2 separate regions of the Gossypium hirsutum genome follow, and region 1 is linked to region 2. The links are chromatin contacts, called in public Hi-C maps. All regions are on one chromosome and are shown on one strand. The core of a region is the stretch at or near the end of the contact, and the rest is flanking DNA. Distances in the headings are between cores, read along the strand shown.

The links. Hi-C and Micro-C count contacts between places; a contact is called where the count stands out from the background.
Region 1: a Hi-C map of leaf shows a contact between it and region 2, with 4 times the contacts expected there. The contact joins the promoter of LOC107918444 here to the promoter of LOC107918790 in region 2. A contact is called at or near these places in 13 of 34 Hi-C or Micro-C datasets (anther, callus, hypocotyl and 3 more).

Annotation. Positions count from the first base shown.
Region 1 is chrD13:16,330,588-16,334,933 of Gossypium_hirsutum_v2.1, reverse strand. LOC107918444 (ureide permease 1) reads right to left here and starts at 1,373. Exons shown (of 9, transcript XM_041108798.1): 1 at 1,095-1,373; 2 at 156-458; 3 at 1-76. The coding sequence starts at 392.
Region 2 is chrD13:16,108,003-16,112,170 of Gossypium_hirsutum_v2.1, reverse strand. It overlaps LOC107918790, which reads left to right and starts at 1,945. Exons shown (of 5, transcript XM_016848378.2): 1 at 1,945-2,298; 2 at 2,401-2,473; 3 at 3,295-3,346; 4 at 3,459-3,528; 5 at 4,049-4,168. The coding sequence starts at 2,203. The coding sequence ends at 4,135.

The DNA.
Region 1 (4,346 bases), core at 124-2,623, 220 kb before region 2:
CATACTGTGTAGACAAATTCCCAAGGCTGAGAACCACCCCGCCGGCCATCGCAAACAAAATGGAAGGCCAGTTATCCTGCATCAATCACCATTAAAAGACTGCGATAGTCTACATTCAGAGTCTCAATTCCACCATGAAAATGGAGGGGACTAACCTGAGATAGTTGAGCAATAAAATTGGGTTTCTCAGGAGTGCTGCTGCCAATTTCACCAAATGTTAAAGCAATAATAACAGCAGCCAAGAGGTTTGTCATTGTATAATCAAGGTAAGTATGTTGAGGAAGACGACCTCGACGTTCGAGTAGCGTCATAATAGCAGGCCATGTGCCTAAAAAGAACAATGCCAGAAGCATACAGGCAATGGCACCTCCTTTGCTTTCCACCACATACATTTTCAAACCATTACAAATGATCCTCTCAATTGGTAGATATATCAGAGATGCAATGCCTGCAAAATCCTGTTATAAACAAGAAGTCTTAGAGTCCAATCTAATCTTTCATTTGAGCAAAGTTTAGTTAATTTTCTTGGCTATTAAGCCCTATATGTCCCAAAACTATTACAACACCATAGGTGAGGCTCCAAGAAGCTTGCAATTGGTGAAAGAAAGAAGCCTATATCTGAGTAGGCAAAAACACATGCACAGACAAGACATTGCTATAAAACCAGATTGGCCTCCTTAGAAATAACTGGTTTAAAGCTCATATTTAAGAAAGATAAAGCTTCATAATTCCCAGAAAAGAAAAACATGGAATATGCAAATAAACAAACAACAATAGAGCATGCTCTGTGGGGAAAAACAGATCCAGAATTGGTAATCAAAAGTCAACGGAACAAAGAAACCAAAGAAAAATTCCAGCAAAAACTCAAATTCCTGAAGTATGAACAGCATGTTTGTTATGAATTAGACACTTACCATATGCAAATCATAGGGAAAAGCAAAAGGGTATGAAAATAAGTGACCAAATAAGGTAGACCACCCAGAGTCCCAACAATAGTCTAGTTATCAAATAAACTATAATAACCCAGAAAAGTTCAGTAGGCCACACATGAATACACATGATATCAGAATTATACGAGTGTTTGAAGTTTTTACCTTAACCAGTTTAATGGCAAGAAACTGTGACTCAGAGAATTGTGCTAAAACAAAGCTGAGATACGTGCAGATTCAAGGAAAATAACAAACGACAAAGAAGAAAATAGAAATTAAAAGGGTGGAAAGGCCGCAAGTAAACTAAAAAAAGGGGAATGTGAAACCTCAGTAAGAGATTCCCTTTAGATCCAGACTCTGATAAGGATTCCTTAACTCCTTGCAAATGATTTTCAATGGTTGGTTGGCTTAGGCATAGACTATAGCTACTTACTGTAAAGTCAATATGGGGCTTTATTTAATTGCATAACATCCAAAATTATTGTCAAATAACAACAAAGAAATAAAAATGTGTACTTAACAAATAATCAAAAACAAAACTTTCGAAAAAAAAAAACCCATCAAAGCACCACCTAGAATAAAAGAAAGCAGAAAATTACTCTGCAATAGTACTTTTGGTTTATACGTTTAAATTATTATATGGTAGAAAAACAATACAATAAATCTTTATAAAAAAACAAATAACTAACAACAGAAACGAAACCACCAAATTTCATACATTAAACAATTATCATATATATATCTTTCAATTTTTGTGCTAAGAAAGAAAAAGAAAAGAGAATTCCCATATATTAAACTAATTCGGTCAATTTGAATGATTACTTGATCTAATTAAACGTTAAAAAGAAATTAGTGCCTAATGTGGTAAATGTTTTTCTCATGAGTAAATTATCGATTTTTTTATGAGTCCTTATTATTAGGCATTTCCTTTATGGGTTAGCCATGAATGTGTAGAAGAAGCCGTATATTGTATCCTTGTATCAATCAAAATAATATTTTATAATTTTGTAATTTTTTATAATTAGTTTACTATTTTTTAAATAATTATAATGTTTATATAAATAATATATAAATTGCTTAAATTTTATTCCAAATATAATTAGTTGTATAATATTTTAAATACTTTTTATATATATTTTTAAATTTAAATTAGCTTTTTTGGAAGAAAAAAAAAACCTAATTTATTGAAAGAAGTTTAAAATTTCTATACATTTTTAATTAAAAAACTGTAGGATGTTTTTAACATATTTTAATCACTTTTTAAACATTTAAGTAAAAATTCTAATAATTTCAAAAAAGTTTCGAATATGTTTGTTAAATTTTTTTTAAAATTCTGTTAAAAATTTCAATGTACAAGACATTTTAAAGCATAATATAATTTAAAATTTTAAACATATTAATTTAAAATATTTTCAAAATATTGAGAATGTTAAAATAAACTGTTTTAACTCTCAAATTTATTAAAGTGTTTATGGAAATATGTAAAAGTAATCTATAAAATTATTTTTTAAAAATATAACATTGTCTATGTGCTAAAAATATTTAACTTTTTTTTTACAGTTTTTTAAACATAAAAAGAAAAGAAAAAACATATACTTTGAAGTGTTTATGATAAGCTTCCATTTATTTTCATATATTCCTACTTTTATTTTGCCAAATTGTTCAATATTAATTATAAATTAGACTCATAAGACTTTTTTTAAACAAAAGCTCATATATAATTTAGTAAAGACTAAAGAGTAATAAATAATTTAACATATTATAACTTAAAGTTATAGTTTTCATATATTTGCAATAATTATTAATGGTTAGTATTTTTAATCAATTATTTAATAATAAATTGATTTTTCAAAATAACAAATAATTAAAATTTTAAGTTTTGCTAATATTAATTTAAATAAATGAAATAATAATACGTTACCAATACATATTAAAACTAATAATTTATTTTTACTAAAAAAAACTAACAATTTATTAAAACAATATTTATACAACTGAGACAGATTGTTAGAATTAAGTGACCCAAATCCTTATTTAAATAAAATACTGTGGTAAAATAAAATAAAAGTAAAATCCCTATAGAGTTATACTTCTTTTATTTTATTTTAGAATAAGGTTTCTAAACCTTATTAAACTCTATCTATTTGATATTATTTGAATAAGGAGTTTCACTCCTATTAGAATAAGGTTTACAAGCCTATAAATAGGCATAGTCTACTCCTCTTGTAATTAAGTTTTCGACATAGTGAATTTTCTTCTCCTCTGCCTGTGGTTTTTTTCCCGAAAGGGTTTCCACGTAAAATTTGTGTGTTCTTTATTTTTCTATTTCTATTTTTCTTTGCGATATATTGTCATTACCAACATTATATTTTTCTCAAATTGGTATCAGAGCTTCCGGGTTGTTCATCTCAATCACGGTAATGACGTCTTTGAAGTACAAAATTCCGCTGTTGGATCGCAACACTAGATTTGCATTGTGGCAGATAAAGATGCAAGCAGTTCTTGCACAGATGGACTTAGAGGAAGCCCTACTAGGGGTAGATAAGATGCCTTCAACTTTGACGGAAGAAGAGAAGAAGCGCAAGGATCGAAAGGCGTTAACACAGTTACATCTGCATTTGTCTAACGAAATTTTACAAGATGTGATGAAGGAAAAGACTGCCGCTGGATTATGGAAGAGGTTGGAACAAATATGTATGTCGAAAACTCTAACTAGAAAACTACATATGAAACAACGTCTTTATGCTCATCGTTTGGAGGAAGGTGCATCTGTGCACGAACACTTAACAGTGTTCAAAGAAATTCTCTCAAACTTGGAGGCCATGGAGGTTCAGTATGATAAGGAAGATCTAGGGTTGATTCTACTTTGTTCATTGCCCCCGTCTTATTCAACCTTTAGAGATACGATTTTATATAGCCGCGAGTCTCTCACAGTTGATGAGGTTTATGATTCTTTAACCTCGTATGATAAGATGAAGCATCTTGTGGTTAAAACTGACTCTTAGGGAGAGGGTCTTATTGTTCGTGGGAGACAAGATCGGAATGCTGATGATGATCGTGGAAGGACACAGGAATGGAATCCTCGCAGTAAATCTAAAGGTAGATCGAAGTCTTCAAACAGAGGTAAAACTTGTAACTTTTGCAAGAAGAAAGGGCACATTAAATCTGAATGCTATAAGCTACAGAATAAGATCAAAAGGGAGGCTGCGAATCAAAATGGAAAACAACTAGAAAATTCTGGTAAAGCTGATGTTGTAGAAGATTACAGCGATGGTGAACTTCTAGTCACTTCTGTCAACAATTCCAAAGCGAGCGAGGAGTGGATCCTTGATTCGGGTTGCACCTTCCACATGAGTCCCAATCGGGATTGGTTTACAACTTACGAAATAGTGTCTGAAGGTATTGTGTTGATGGGAA
Region 2 (4,168 bases), core at 696-3,195:
TTTTCCAAGTCATGGTCCATAGTGTCTTTACCTAAACCACTTGAGCAGCCCACCACTTTTCTTTCCATAATATTCGAATTTACTTTCAAATTTAATCCCAATATGGGATTAATTTTGTACCCTGATTCCTGCCCTCTAATATTCCATAAATTTCTCCTAGAATCTTGCTTTTCAAAATTGGCTTTCAAAAAATTTGCATCATCTTCCTCACAAAGCCAAAAATTGGCCGTGGTAGTTTCCCTTATTGACTATGCTTTTAACGACAAATCCTAACCTAACTCTAACTCTTATTATCCACGCGATAATCTAACTAGACAGAACTTATCACCACGTCCCAAACATCCGCAAATAAAACGAAAGCGTTAATTTCTCATATTTAAAATTCGCATAAACAAAACTCGATTGAGAAATCTTTATTTTATTTCGTCTCTTTAATGGAACACGAACATCTACTTGAACTAGAATCCTCATAAAATTTGTATACCCACGGTTTTGCAGTTTAGAATCATATTCCACAAAATTTCCAATGAAATTTCTGAACTATCTAGCAACATTTTCAAAAAAAAAACCAGAGGGTAAATCATGTATTTGGACCCAAAAATACGAGAAAACCAAAGGAACTTGCATCGGATCTTCATCCTCCTTTAAACGGTAAAACACCAAAAGGTGGTTATTGAACGTCAACAGGGCGCCATTGATCATTCTATCAATATCAAGTGCATGAAAGAGTTTGAATAAAAAACGTTTCTCACCCAAATCTGAAATTTGAACTTACCCCAATGAATGCAAGAGATTTGTCGAAGTGTTTCTCATTGCAGGAAAATGTATCACACTCGCCGTAATAAAACATCCAACAAGACTGAATTCATAAGCCTTTTTCTGCAACTCAAATCCATGAGAAAATTGCCAAACCTCTTCTTTAACATCTTCTATACTCAACTTAGCAAGGTTTTTTTTCCATTTTCGAAAGCAAAAATAGCAAAAGGCAAAGGTGGCATAAAAAATAAAGAAATCAAAAGAAACCGACAAAACAAAGGAACAAAAGACTTGCTACTGTGAACAAACAAAGAGAGACGAAAAACGTGCTACTGTGAGCCAACTTTTGTTCATGCGCATTAAGTTTTAAAAACAATTAAACTTCATAAATTTATAATAAAATTTAGATGTTGCAATATATGAAATCAGCTGTAAGTGTGAAGAGACAATGAAACCATGTGGTCCCAATGACCTTTTCTTCTTTCACTCTTTCTCTTCTTCAGCAAATAACGAATACCATTGGTTATAAACATCATATTTCCACCATTATAATTATGCTAAACTCACACAATCATATGATGTTTCTCCTTGTGAGGTTTTTAGGGTTCCTATTTTTGATTAATTTTGAGAGTCTTATCAATAATTCCAAAAGGGGAAATCTCATACCTTTAGATGCATAAAAAAAATTGATAAAATATAAAGAATTAACTCCTCCAATATACTTAAAAAAAAACTAGATTATTGGATTAGTATGTAATTTTATTTTTATTGATATTTATGAATTAAATTTACTACCATGCTTTAATTGTGCATCGAATTTTGCCATTTTACTTGATTAAATTTTACCACTAAATTTTTGTTTTTATTAAACTTTACTGTCCAATTTTAATTTAGAATAATTTGAACACAAAATTCAATGAAAATATTTTTATATCTTATTTTAATATTTAACAATAATAAGTTAAATAATATAATATTAAAAACTTATTTTATATATTTCTATTCTTCAAGTATTTATTTAATTAAATACAAAATTTTCAGTTAATTTATTAATTTTTAATATTTTTTAAATACAAAAATAAAATATTTCAAATAATCAAAATTAGAATTCAGCAGTAAAATTTAAGGTAAAGAAATTCTAGTGGAACCATTGATATAGCTGTCATTGGGATGAAATTTTGACGAATTACTAAGGTATTCCAAATTTAGAGGTAAGGAAGCCCAAGGTCTCTTATTTCCCCATGAAATCTACCAAAATAATGGGCCGTACCAATCGTGGCACAAACAAAACAAAACTTGGAATGGGAAGTATATTTCGGATCCAGCCCAAGAAAGGGGAAAAAATATTAATAGTTCAAATTTTGAAGTTTAATCTGAAAGATAGTATAAGTAATTTCACCTACTGGTGTTTGTTTTTACGACTGCAGAAAAGTAATTAAAGAGGGGATGGAGGGTGGAAGAGAAAAAGAAGAGGAACAAGATGGCGTTTCCGTACATTCTCCTTGCAAAGCTCCGCCGTCCTCCGCCTCTTCTCTTCCTAAGGTTTCTCTCGCCGTTTCGTTTTTTCTCCGTTTTATGCAATTAGTAATCACTTTTTTTTGTTGATTTTTATTTAAATTTTATATTTATCTGTTGATTTATTAGGAGCAACAGGAGGTGGAATTGGAGCTCAGGCTATTGGAAGCACTTGAAATTTATCCTCCCGTCAAATTACGAGGCACGTTCATCGCTTCTTCTTCTTCTTTTTTTTTTTTAAATTTGTGAATTGTTTTTTTATAGGGAGAAGTTCTTTTGTATTTCAGTTTAAATATTGATTCTTAGGAGTTATCTGGAAAAAAAATGAATTGAATTTTCTTTTTCTGGATTCTAATTGTAAAGTTTTATTGGAAATTTGTATTTATGATTCAGTTTGTGAATTACTTTTTAACATGCTAGTAATGTGATCAATTCAAATGTTGATTCCGTTAATTTTCTTATTGCTGTGGTGAAAAATGGTTAAGCAATATTTTCAGCAAAAACCTTTAATGAATATGTATTTAGCTGGTAATTGCAGTAAAAAGGTCAGCTTTTTATTTCTGTAGTTGACTTGATTCTGTATTTGATCTGGTAGTTTTAGAACCTAATGGTGTTTTTCATGTCAATGAGACATTGGCTAAATGGCAAGGTTGAGGCATTAGGAACTTTTAGATTCCAAGTTCAAGTCCCTCATGTGTAAATCATGTATGCGCAAGTTAGTTTGATTGTTGACTTAATTGTTCAGTTCAGTGCTTGTAATGATTGATTTGGATGGAAACTGTTGATATACTTGTAAATTGTAACTTCAAAAACAAATGGTGCTTCATGTATATTGTTTATATGCCAATGTTAAGCTTTCAAACCTTAGAGCTACTTCAGTTGTTCAAATAACTTATATGTGGTAAATTATTTGGTGCATTTAGCAGTTAATGCACATTTTTATGGTAAAATAACTAGGATTCATTTTGGTCTTTAACAATCTACATTAATGCATAACTTTGAATCTAATTTGCTTCTTCGCAGGCGTGCATCGCCACTTTGTCCTCTATGGTCTGATGGAATTCCTGAGGAAAAGGTTTGTTCTGCCTCCTGTTCTTGCTGCTCCGAACTGATCCCCTCTTTCGATCCTGTTCTGTCATTTTTGTTTCTTTCATTTTTACTTATCGTTTTGCTAAATTTTGTCACAGCCTGGACCGGCATTTTTCTCCAGACGAGGTTCTGCAGTTGCTAGATCGTTTCTACAACTTGGAAGTGCTGGTAACTTGCCTGTTCTATAATTAATTTTCATGTCCATCAGTTAATATGGTATTCCTTTGAAGATGAGTTTTATGCATTGATTACTGTCTTGGTCTCAACATAAGAATTGGTAGCTGTCTTGTATCTTAGATGAGGAAGTCATTGTTACTTATACTCTTCATTTTCTTCTAAGTACCCCTGTTTGACATCTATTTCTGATGTATATTGAAATATTGATATGCACATATATGATCCTCCAAAAATATAGAAAACTTAGAAAAAAAAAATCGAGTTTACTCATGTTAGCACATACCCAAGTCCGATGCTCACCATCAAGTCCAAGTAAATTATAGGAGGAAAGTGCCTCCTGAAAAACTGGGTTGCTAGTTAATGTTTGTTGATGGTACAAAGTCTTTTTGATAAAAAAAAAAAAGAAAAGAAGGAAAAGTAGCCCTAAAACCCTTAATAAAAAGTGCTATTGCTTTTGGTGATGTCAAAAGATAGTTTTGTTAAGCTAATTTCTCTCTTTTGTAAATATCAGAAACCAGATGATGAAGAGATTGATATCCTAAACCATGAGGAAGATTTTTGCTTGCCACAAAGCTATTTTGTCAAGGAAGAACCCTAAATCAATTTTGGGGAATTTGGGGGGGGGCATCCT